Regions from separate parts of the Mus musculus genome. Here region 2 is linked to region 1. Evidence: chromatin contacts called from public HiChIP or PLAC-seq data. All regions are on one chromosome and are shown on one strand. The core of a region is the stretch at or near the end of the contact, and the rest is flanking DNA. Distances in the headings are between cores, read along the strand shown. Region 1 holds the start of Ldb1 (LIM domain binding 1). Region 2 overlaps Armh3 (armadillo-like helical domain containing 3).

Region 1 (5,064 bases), core at 833-3,332:
CTCCAACGTAGAAGAATCTCTCATTCAAAAGGAAGGAAGACCTCTGTGGGGTATGAGAAAATCCCCACAGTCCACCAGGTAGGTGATCGGAATCACCTTGGAATCTGGTCTAGCTAGTTGTTTGGAATGAGTGGCCTTAGGGGCAAGTGGTCCCAGGACTGGGAGAAGGCACATTCACATTCATGGATGATAGAGATTAGGAGTCAAAAGGCTGAAAGATATCCCCCTTCCTCTGTATCAACTCACATTCAGCACCCTCTTGTCATCCTTGAAATAATCTTTACCAAAAAAAAAAAAAGGCATACTTGTACTAATGTCTAACCAGTAGTACTACATGGGGAGAGAGGCTATGCGGGGTACACATTGTCTGGTTCATATCTCATCCAGCTAATTACAGACGGTAAAGCTCAGGGTGGGGCTGTCGGCTGTCATACAGCTCAAGAGGGGTTGTGCAGGGATTCAAATCTGAGCATCCAGAACTCGGGGCTATTTGTTGCCTTAGGTCCTTAGGTCCTCTCCACTCCCTCTAGTGCTGACCTCTGAAAGAAAGTGGAAAGGAGATGGACTCTGGCAGAGGATGCTGCCAAGGAAATGCTGGTGTGTGGATGTCTTTTTTTTTTTTTTTTTGTCAAGTCCTTCTATGCCCTTGGTGGGGACGGGGACGACGGCAGGCGGCGTAATCCCGAGGAGCTCCCCATATTCTAAACACTGGGGGAGGGGTATTCTCATTCCTAGGCACGCCCTCCTTTCAATCATCAGACTCTACTACCATGGTCTCTTGCTCCTTAGCCAAAAAACAAAAACAAAAAAAAACAAAAAAAACCCCTAAGGTTGGGATATGTGGTCTCATGGCACCTTAACCTCCACCTTTGTAACTCTCCCCTGGACAGTCAAGCCAGCTGTGCAAACTCCTAAATCGGGGTAGGGAAATCAAACACCTTTTTCAAACAATCCCCATTTTAGCAACAAAGGGAAGAGGGAAGCCAGTGTAACCAGTCTAGTTCAGATACCTTAGACAGGGAATACCAGCCCCCAGAATCTACCCAGGGAATACACCACGAAGCTTAAGAGAAGCTAAGGCTTGGGGGACACCCCCCCCCCGAACTCCTTCTAGCAGCTCCCCTCCTCCCTGCTAATAGGTATTTCCTGTTTATGAGGCAGCTAGGGCTGGGCTTTGGAGAAGGGATGGAAGAGTTCTTCCCTTCCATGGGTTGGGTTGAGGAGTCCTTGAGGACTGCCTGAAGGTTGGGAGGGTTCTCCCTTTGGAAGATAGACTGACTGTCCAGGATGCCCCACCCCCAACCCTCCCCGCGGCCTCTGCCCCTATGGGTAGGGGGCACTGAAGGAGTAGGTTTCCTGTTCTCCACCTCCAAAACAGGGAGCTGCTTCCAGGGGGCGGAGGATGGGGGTGGGTGGGTAGAAGGCTCCAGGGCTGGAAGAAGAAAGTGGGGGAAGGGAAGTGTCTTAACTGGTGCGTCAGAGCCTGCAAGAGGAAAGGATGGCTTTGGTAGTGCTCCCCCCCTTCCCAGCCTAATGGTCATACCACAGCCCTTGTGTCCCCTTGCAAAATGCGGACCTCAGGCCCTTAGGCGGGGGAGGGTGGGGTCCCTTCTTAATTAACCCTTTTAGCTCTAGTCCCAACTGGTTTAGCAGGCATGGTCTGGTTAATTTAGAAAGGGGATGAGTCTAGGGGTTGCTCTGAGAATTAGGAGAGTGCTCCTTTTCCCACCCAGCTTCGGGTGGAGCGCGCCACACAGGGTCTCCGCAAAGAGCACAGGCAGGGGTCAGCGCCCCATCCCTCCCGGGGGTGGAGAGAGGGTACACCTCACTACCCACCCAGGCTCCGCCTCCCCCAATCCCCGCTCCCGCTCAGCCACGCTCCCAACCCCGCGCACCCGGAGGACGGACGCCGAGCGTGAGGCTTCGCCTCCTCCCGCTCCCCGGCGCCCGCCCTCGCCGGGGTCTCTGCCTCCGTCTCGTTTTTTAAGAGCTGCGTCACACGCATGCCGTTCCCGGGAGCGCTCCCTGCCCCTCGCCGCGCGGCGCACGCACGTCGCCGCTCGCGCCGCGCTCGCCCGGGTCACTTTGACACGGCTCTCCCCTCCCACTACCAGGACAATTAGCATATTAATAAAGCCCGGCCCAGCCCGACTCTGGCCGGAGAGCCGGCGCTTGCGAGAGGGAGAGGACGCGCGAACGAACGGGAGCGAGCGCGAGGGCGGCGGCGGGGAGGGCGGCGGGAGCGCACAGACACGCACACGCACACGCGCACACACGGACACACACTCCGGGGACGCACACCCGCGCGTACACACGCAGAGGCAGCTCGCCTTCCTGCCTGGCTTCCTTCCTGTCTGCTCCGCGCCTGACAGGCCCCTCGCTGCAGGCAGGGGCGGCCCGCACCGGGCAGAGGCCGGGCCGGGCCGGCGGCGCGGGCATCGGGGGCCGCGGGCGGCGGCAGCGGCTCATGCCCGGCCTGTCCCTGCGAGGGGCGGGCATCGTGACTCGGCTGGGCCCCCAGCGGCGGGCGATGTGAAGATGTCAGTGGGCTGTGCCTGTCCTGGTGAGTGGGTCTCGAGGCCGCCTGGCCCCTCCCTCCCTTTCGGCCCCCTAACCCCTGGTTTGGAGAGGATTTGTATGTGGGGGGCATCGAAGGCATGGTGGGGGTCGGGGGCTGTATAGAGTTAGAGGGGCCTCGATCGGGGCCGGGTTTTCTCATCTGTATAAATACGCAGCAGCCCAGCGGCACGGGAAGGGGGTGCTAAGGATGGCTTGTAATTTTTTTTTGAGGGGGGGGAGGCTAACTGGGGAGGGATGGGGGGGGACTGAAATTCCCAGAATTCCAGGGTGTTAGCCAATCAGAAGTGACTTTGGACTTTTGACCCCCCCCTCAGGTCATCGTAGAGTTCTGATTGGCTGATTTGGGTTTCCCCCCCTTCCCTGCTGTTTATTGCCTCTTACATATTTTGTGACATTCCCCCCCTCGGGCTGTTTCTTAGGATGCTGTTTGGGGGAGGAGTTGATTGGAGCCCATCTTACCCCCCTTTAACTTTTCCTGTCTGTTGCCAGGGTAGGTTGGCCCTCCTGAGGGACAAAAAGCACTCCTAGGGGGTGTCAGATAATTGGGCCCTTGGGTCTGCTATCTCAGTCTTCGTGGGAGGGGGAGTGTAGCAGTTCCAGGTAGGCCGTGAAGTTAAGAGTGGTTTGCAGATTCGAGTTGGGGGAGCAATGCTTGACACCCCCCCCCCAGTGAAAACTTGAGGACTCAAATTCAAATCACAACCCTCTCTAACAGGTATCAGAGCTTGCCAGGGAACACCTGTGTCTGAGAGTGCCTTGAGATTTTTCTTGTACGGTCGGGGTATAAGGCCACAAGTGCTAGGAGGGAACAGTTGAGCCATGTGATGGGAGAGGTTAGTCTAAAGAGAATCCCAGAATATAGTCGGTCCCCTTCCTTATAACTCTGTGTCCTCAAACTGGCCTTCCTTCCAGGATGGAGGCAGCTTTCTCTAGAAAGTCAGTGGTCAGTGTCCTGGGTCTAGCCTGGCTGGATCTCTTGCCCCTCTGTATGTCCTGTATTCTGAGAAGCCTAAACTTCAGAACTAGGAGCCCCCCCCCCCCCGCCGTATCCCCGCACCCCAACATTCATACAAATACACAATCCCCCCAGGGAAGCTGCTAGTGCAGAATCTTCTTTGGAAATCACGTGACTCTGGCCAAGTTGGACTGGGTTGGGCCCACACTTCAAGTGGCTGCTGTGGCTGACATTTTAGGGGCATAGGGCCCAGGAGGAGGAAAGCCTGAGGATCCTGGACTATCCGGGTGTGGGAATCCCTGGCTCCTGCTGCAGAGGGTGGAGAAGAGGAGGAGAGAAGAGCTTGCCAAGCTGGAATCCTGCCTAGCTTCATAGCCTTCCCACCAATTTGACTTGTGTGTTTGTGTATGTGTTTTCGCTTTTACAATTTGGCCAATGCTAGACAAGGTAGTTCATGCTCTTAGCCCACCGGTGGGTCATTTCCCTACAACGTGATGTATGAAGACCCAAAGTAAGGCAGGGCTTTAAACAAGCTAGTGGGCTGAAACTTATTTATTTTTTTCCCCTCGAAGACAGGGCTTCTCTGTGTAACAATCCTGGTTATCCTGGAACTTGCTCTGTAGACCAGGAACTGCAGGGCTCGAACTCAGAGATCCACCTGCCTCTGCCTCCTGAGTGCTGGGACTCAAGGCATGCGCCAACCACCACCTGGCCGAAACTTAAATTTTTATTCGTAGAGGTTTTATATGGAGAAGTTGCCAGGCTGGGGGAAGATGGGAGATTGGTCCTGGAATTGGGGCAACTACCTGCATGCATTAGTGGGAAGAGTCTTTGTGGCTGATATGGAGACAGGAAGAGGACCCATGCACAGAAGTGTGTGTGTAGGAGGACCCAAAACTCACGGTCTGTCTGTATGTCTGATAGCTTGGCAGAGGGAGAGAGAGGGAGAGGGAGGAAGGAAGGAGAAGAGAGGAGGGGGGGGAAGGATGGCTGAGAGAGTCTTTTTCTTGATTATGAAGAAGTCTGACAGACTGGTGTCTTGTTGAATGGATGGACATTAGACTTCAAGAGGAGACCACGTGGGAAAGGGCTTAAAGAGAGGCCTGGGGGTGGAGAATGGTAGGAGTTGGGGTGAGGAGGGGAGGACCAGGCTTGCACGAATGGGTGAATGGGTTAAGAAGAGCACATGTTTCACTCGACCAAGGGCATTCTGGCAGCATACAGCAGGTTATGTCTGAGGCCCACCACCACCCTGAGCGCTGAGCAGTCCTGGGGCCTAGGCGCTCTGGCAGGCTGTCTGCCTGTCTGCCTGCCTGCCTGCTTGCCTGCCTGAGTCTCTCCTTTGTGCTCTGCTGTCTCTGGGCTCCTCCTCCTCCCCCAGCCCGACAGAGAGACAGCACATGCCCCACACATGTGACTGAGGGAAGCCAGAGCACACGCAGCCACACAAATGCACACGCAGAAACACCACAAGGTTCACATGCACACACCCCTCCAGGCCCCCCCGCCCCCCCCCCCCCCCGTCGCGC
Region 2 (5,064 bases), core at 1,492-3,991, 100 kb after region 1:
ATAGCCTGTGCTATTGAGCTCTAACATGAATTAAAACCTTTTGGGTTGGTTTGTGTTTGAGACAGGGTCTCACTCCATAGCTCAGTCTGGCTAGGAAATATTTTAATATTTCAATACAAAAGTAAATTTATCTCGTATTTGTTCTTTGCAGCCAAATTATGGGTAAGAGCCAAGGATTAGACATGCTAATTTCTTTTCATAGGGTTTTTTTTTCTGTGTATTGTGGAGCCATAATGTACAGTGCTTCCCATTGTTAATAAATGTCCTCTGCATTGCATTGTAATAACTCCAGAGGGATCCATAATGGCTATGAATATATATTATGACTAATACCCCAAACCTAGCAATGTGTTTATAGTTTAAAATATAGCAGAAAGCTATAGGTTTTCAAACATCCCTGTGCCATCTTGAGGCTCTTTTTGTATATGTATTCTGTTTTAGACATTTAAAACACTTAACAAGCTGACTAATTCTAACGTAAAGTCTTTGAATCTTGGGAGCGCTAAGTTAAAACTGTTGTGGTTGGGTCAGTTCTGGTCTAACTTCCCATTGTTCTCTAAGGCTGTGACTCAGAGAGGGTGGGAGGGTAAGCAAAAGGATCTTTTTTTGCAAACAGAGGCTGCACATGTAAAATTCCAGTTCCAGGGGGCTGGTCGGCGGTGTCCACCTGCTTCCTGTCCGATACTGCGTCCTAGGTCCCTCCCGAGGGGTCGATCTCAAGGGGCAGAGTTTGGACTTAGTTCTTGCCCAGCCCGAGCTCCTTTCCCCTTGGCTACTTCAGACTTGTTCTCAAGACTTCTCTTTATTTGAAGTGAGAGAGCCATCAAAGTCAAGCTCATTTATGCCAGGGTAACTTTTTCCTTTAGTTAGAATTGACAGACTCTCTAAGAGGACCTTGAATTGTTGATTACTTGGGGCCAGAATGGACTCAACATCCTTTTCTAGGGCATTAGGAGAACAACTCTCTATACTGGGCGAAGAAGAAAATTGGCAGGCTTTGGGGGAGTGTGGGGTAGAGGGCCTCCAGAGACCTAGTAAGAGTAGCTGAAAGTCTTATGGAAAGCACTGGGTCCTCCTTCTGTGTGGGGAAAGCTTCTTTAGTCATTTTCTGGCCTGCTGGCAAATTGGCTATGTGGGTAGAAGTGTGAGGTGGAATATGTTATGGGCTAAGTGCTTTATTTGTTCTATTCCAGTTATAAGTTCTGTGGAACTCTCACTGGATGCAGATGTACAGACCAGTAATCTACTGATAACCTTCTTAAAGTATAGCTCAATTGTCATGCAGGACACGAAAGGTAAGACATTCCTTGGGAAGTGTGGCAGGTGGCTCATATCAAAGAGCAGTGGCCATATTGGGGCTTTGACATAGGAATCTTTGGGACCTCCTGTGCGGGTGATGGACCAGGTTTCTGGAAAACAGTGATTTCTCACTTCTGGGCGATAAGTAGGTGCTGTTGGGAAAACCTGGAGTTGGAGGAGAGTGCTTAAAAATAGAAAAGGAAAAAAGCTGATCCCCACAGAAATTACTAAGTCCTCTTAGCGAGGTGGGGTGAGTGGATGCTGGCCCTCCTGTGTGAGAAGCTGGGTGGGTGGGATTAACAGGCACGAGGAGTTCCCTTCTGAGCCAAGCTCTAAGAGCCTCACCTGCATCCCACTGCCGTGTTTGGTTTGCCTCTAAATTCCTTTTTGTACTTTACTCTTGTTTTGGCTGTGCTTCTTTAAAGGAAATCACAAACAACTCTACTTCACATTTAAGGACTTTGGCGTGCATCTTTAAAAATTGAAAATATTTTTCTTGATATCTAAGATGTCATTATATCTAAAAAAAAAATCAACAATGGCTCTCTAATAGCATATGCAATTCAGCCCATATTTAAGTTTCTTCAGTTACCCCTCAAGTCTTTCTCTTTCTTTTTCTTTTTACAAAATCGACAGTTTCATACATTTATATAATGAATTTGAGTAGCTTCCTAGTTAGATTTAAATTTTTTTTGTTTGTATTTGAATTTTGAGTCAGGGACTCACTCTATAGCCCTGTGTGGCCTGGCACTCATTATGTAGACAGGTCTGGCCTTGAACTCATAAAATCTACCTGCTTCTGCCTCAGTTTTCTGGAATTAAAGCATGCAGAAGCATGTCTGGCCTTGATCTTTGATCTTTCTCCTCCCACTGAAGGCCTCTTCTCAACAAGTCCCCATGTTGTTTTCTTCTTTTAAACATATGTTTATTTATGGATAGGAGTGTTTTGTCTCCATGTGTGCATACCAGAAGAGGGCATCAGATCCCATGGGACTACAGTTATAGATGGCTATAAGCCACCATAAGGGTGCCAGAAACTGAAATGAGGCCCTCTGGAAGAGTAGCCGGAGCTTTCAGTTGCTGAGTTGTCCCTGCATACCTCACGCACCCCATCCCCATGTACTTCATGTCTTCCTTTTGTCTACTTGATTTTATGTGTGAATTTTTTTGCTTGATTTTATCTGTGTGTGTGTGTGTTTGTGTGTGCTCACGCCCCTTAGATCATGTTTGTGCACCAAGCACATGTTGTGCTGTTGTGCAGGAGCCTGTGGGGGTCAGAAGAGGGTGTTGGAGCTCCTGGAACTGGGGGTACAGACAGTTGCAAGCTGACTGGTAGGTGCTGGGAATGGAACCCAGGTGATCTGTAGTGCCTCCCCTGCCCCCAGTGTAATTTCAAGTGTCTTGCTCAAGTGTGGAGGGGAAGTTATTTTCTAGAGCAAGAGCAAATCCCAACAGCTGTTAGTTGTCAGCAGTTCTGGCGGGAAGGGTGGGGCCTCATGGGGCCTTCCATATCCATGATGACATGTTAATGTCCAGTCTTGTGTAGGTCTTGTGCTATAACCACAACTATAGTGAGCTCCTGAATGTAATTGTATGTCACATGCAGAAGATACCCCTTTTTCACAGGTCTCCTTATCTTCTGGATCTTACATTTATTTTTTCTGTTCCTTCTTCTCTGAGGTTTCCTGAGCCTTGGAGTGGGTGATAGAGCTGTAGTGTTTAGAGTACTATACCATTGCTTATTTTTGATGCTTTTGTCAGTTACAGGTTTCTGCATTACCATGGTGTCATCATTAGGTTTCTATTGCTGTAAAGAGACAGTGTGACCATGGCAATGTTCACTCTGTTCTTATAAAGAACAACATTTAATTGGGGCTGGCTCAAAGTTCAGAGATTTTGTCCATATATCATTGTGGCAGGAGTCATGACAGCATGTAGGCAGACATAGTGCTGGAATAGGATCTAATCTGGATCTGCAGGCAGCAGGGAGGGAGGATGGGTTTTGACCATCTGAAACCTCAACGCCCACTCCTAGTGACACACTTTGTCCAACAAGACCACGCCTACTTCAGCAAGGCCACACCTACTCTGATAAGGCCACACCTCCTATTAGTGCTATGCCTTGTGGGCCTATGGGGCCCATTTTCATTCAGGCCACCATACCACCGGCTGTTGAGATTAGAAGCTTCTCTGACAAAGGCTAGATTTAACATGAGCCTGTGGGTGCTGAAGCACGAGTGGGTTTTTCCCTCCTCTCCCCTCCCCTCCCCCCCTTCTCTCCTCTCCCTTCTCCTCCTCTCTTCTCTCTCCTCTCCTTTCTCCCCCCTTTCCATCTCCCTCTCTCCCTTTCTCCCTCTCCCTATCCTTTTCTTTTCTCTTTTTTTCTTTCTGGGTCTCAAGTATTCCAGGCTGCCTCAAACTTGTTATGTTGTAGAGTCCAGCCTTGACCCCTTGTTCCTCCCATGTGTTTACAAGCGCTGGGATTACATATGTGTGCTACCATGCCCACTGTGTTATTAACTTATAGTCCATAAGTAACTTCATAGTCCTAGATTTAAAAGCCAACTTGATTATAGAACCAAAAATTATTAAAATTGATTGTTTTACTGCCTTGCTCTTTGTGAGAAGACCATGTATTACCTCTGAGGTTGTCTGAAGCTCTCTTCAGCGTGGTTTGTACTTGAGAAGGCTTTTGTTTGTCAAGTGAGCAGGTTTCTGTTATGAGGGTTTTTAAGAGTTGTAGAAATGAAGGAAAAAGCAGGCTCAGGGACTCTGGAGAGAGAAGAAAAATCTGGTAGACAGAGTTAGGAAGGTGAAGGTCAGTATGGGAAGTAGAGACCGACTAGAGCTACAAGGAGCCTGGCAATGGGCTGAGGCTAACCTGTGCTGTGTTCAGACATTGGGTTTGCTATTGGAGAGTTCTGCCTTGAAAGTGGACTTTTTCCTCTTGTATCTCATGATATTCTTTCAAGAATAAGAGTTACACAGGGGTTAACTACATGCAGATACTCTGTGTTACCACTCCTAACATAACAGTCCATTGGGAGCTGCTGACACGGTTGACTCTTTCAGACTTGGCCAAGTGAGATCTGGCAGGCAAGGATAACAAGACTCCTGTGTATCTGAGTTTCCTGAGGCTATTGCTTCTTTATGGAAACGGCTAACTTCTTCCTTTTTCTGCAAATACTGCAGCAACCACAGAAGAAAGAATTGCTTGGATATGACCCAGAAAAATGAACTTTTACTTTGCTTGATATAACGCAGTGAATTGAGGCTCTTAGAATGTATTTTTAGCTCTTAACAGTTTTATAAGCCCCTGTCCTGGTCACTTCATGGTCATAAATACAAGCCCAGATTAAAGACTATGGGTAGTCACAGTGTCTGTAGAATGCAGTATATTTTTACCAACAAGCAGTTTAAATATGGCTGAGAACAAGGTTAGGTATGATGAATAGTTAATTTCAAAATGTCTGTTTTGTGGCTTTTTCTTTTGGTCAGTCTTTCTCCTTGTCTTGGCTCAAGACCTGCTGTGCTGTGCCCTGGCTACAGGATCTTATTTTAGCTATTATGCCTTTCTTCTGTGGTGCTGGGGATGAGATGTGGGGTCTTCCCCATGAGAGCAAATACCCTACCACCAACCACAACCCAGGCTCACATCATGACCTTAGGAGAGCAGAGCTAACAGTTTCTTTGTCCCAAACAAGACATCTTTTTCTTTTGTTTGTTTTTGTTAGAGAAAGTTTCTCACCTTATAGATGACAGGTC

What was found. HiChIP or PLAC-seq counts read pairs in DNA pulled down with a chosen protein or histone mark.
Region 2: a contact with region 1 is called in an H3K4me3 HiChIP or PLAC-seq map of bone marrow-derived macrophages, with 2.2 times the contacts expected there. The contact joins the enhancer-like site here to the promoter of Ldb1 in region 1. A contact is called at or near these places in 1 of 39 promoter capture datasets (erythroid cells), 1 of 484 Hi-C or Micro-C datasets (bone marrow-derived macrophages), 3 of 115 datasets of contacts at active chromatin or transcription factors (bone marrow-derived macrophages, embryonic stem cells and kidney) and 3 of 9 other capture datasets (adipose tissue, macrophages and pancreatic islet).

The regions. Positions count from the first base shown.
Region 1 is chr19:46,042,329-46,047,392 of GRCm38.p6, reverse strand. Ldb1 (LIM domain binding 1) reads left to right here and starts at 2,082. Exons shown (of 11, transcript NM_001113408.2): 1 at 2,082-2,563. The coding sequence starts at 2,539.
Region 2 is chr19:45,942,233-45,947,296 of GRCm38.p6, reverse strand. Armh3 (armadillo-like helical domain containing 3) reads left to right here. Exons shown (of 26, transcript NM_198296.2): 15 at 1,194-1,295. Among named protein-coding and RNA genes, the nearest start is that of 4930505N22Rik, 53 kb to the left of the region's middle. Within about 2 kb of position 2,741, at least 7 of the 459 cell types and tissues checked have an H3K27ac peak or open chromatin away from gene starts, as enhancers often do. A contact at or near this core is called in bone marrow-derived macrophages, where this site is marked.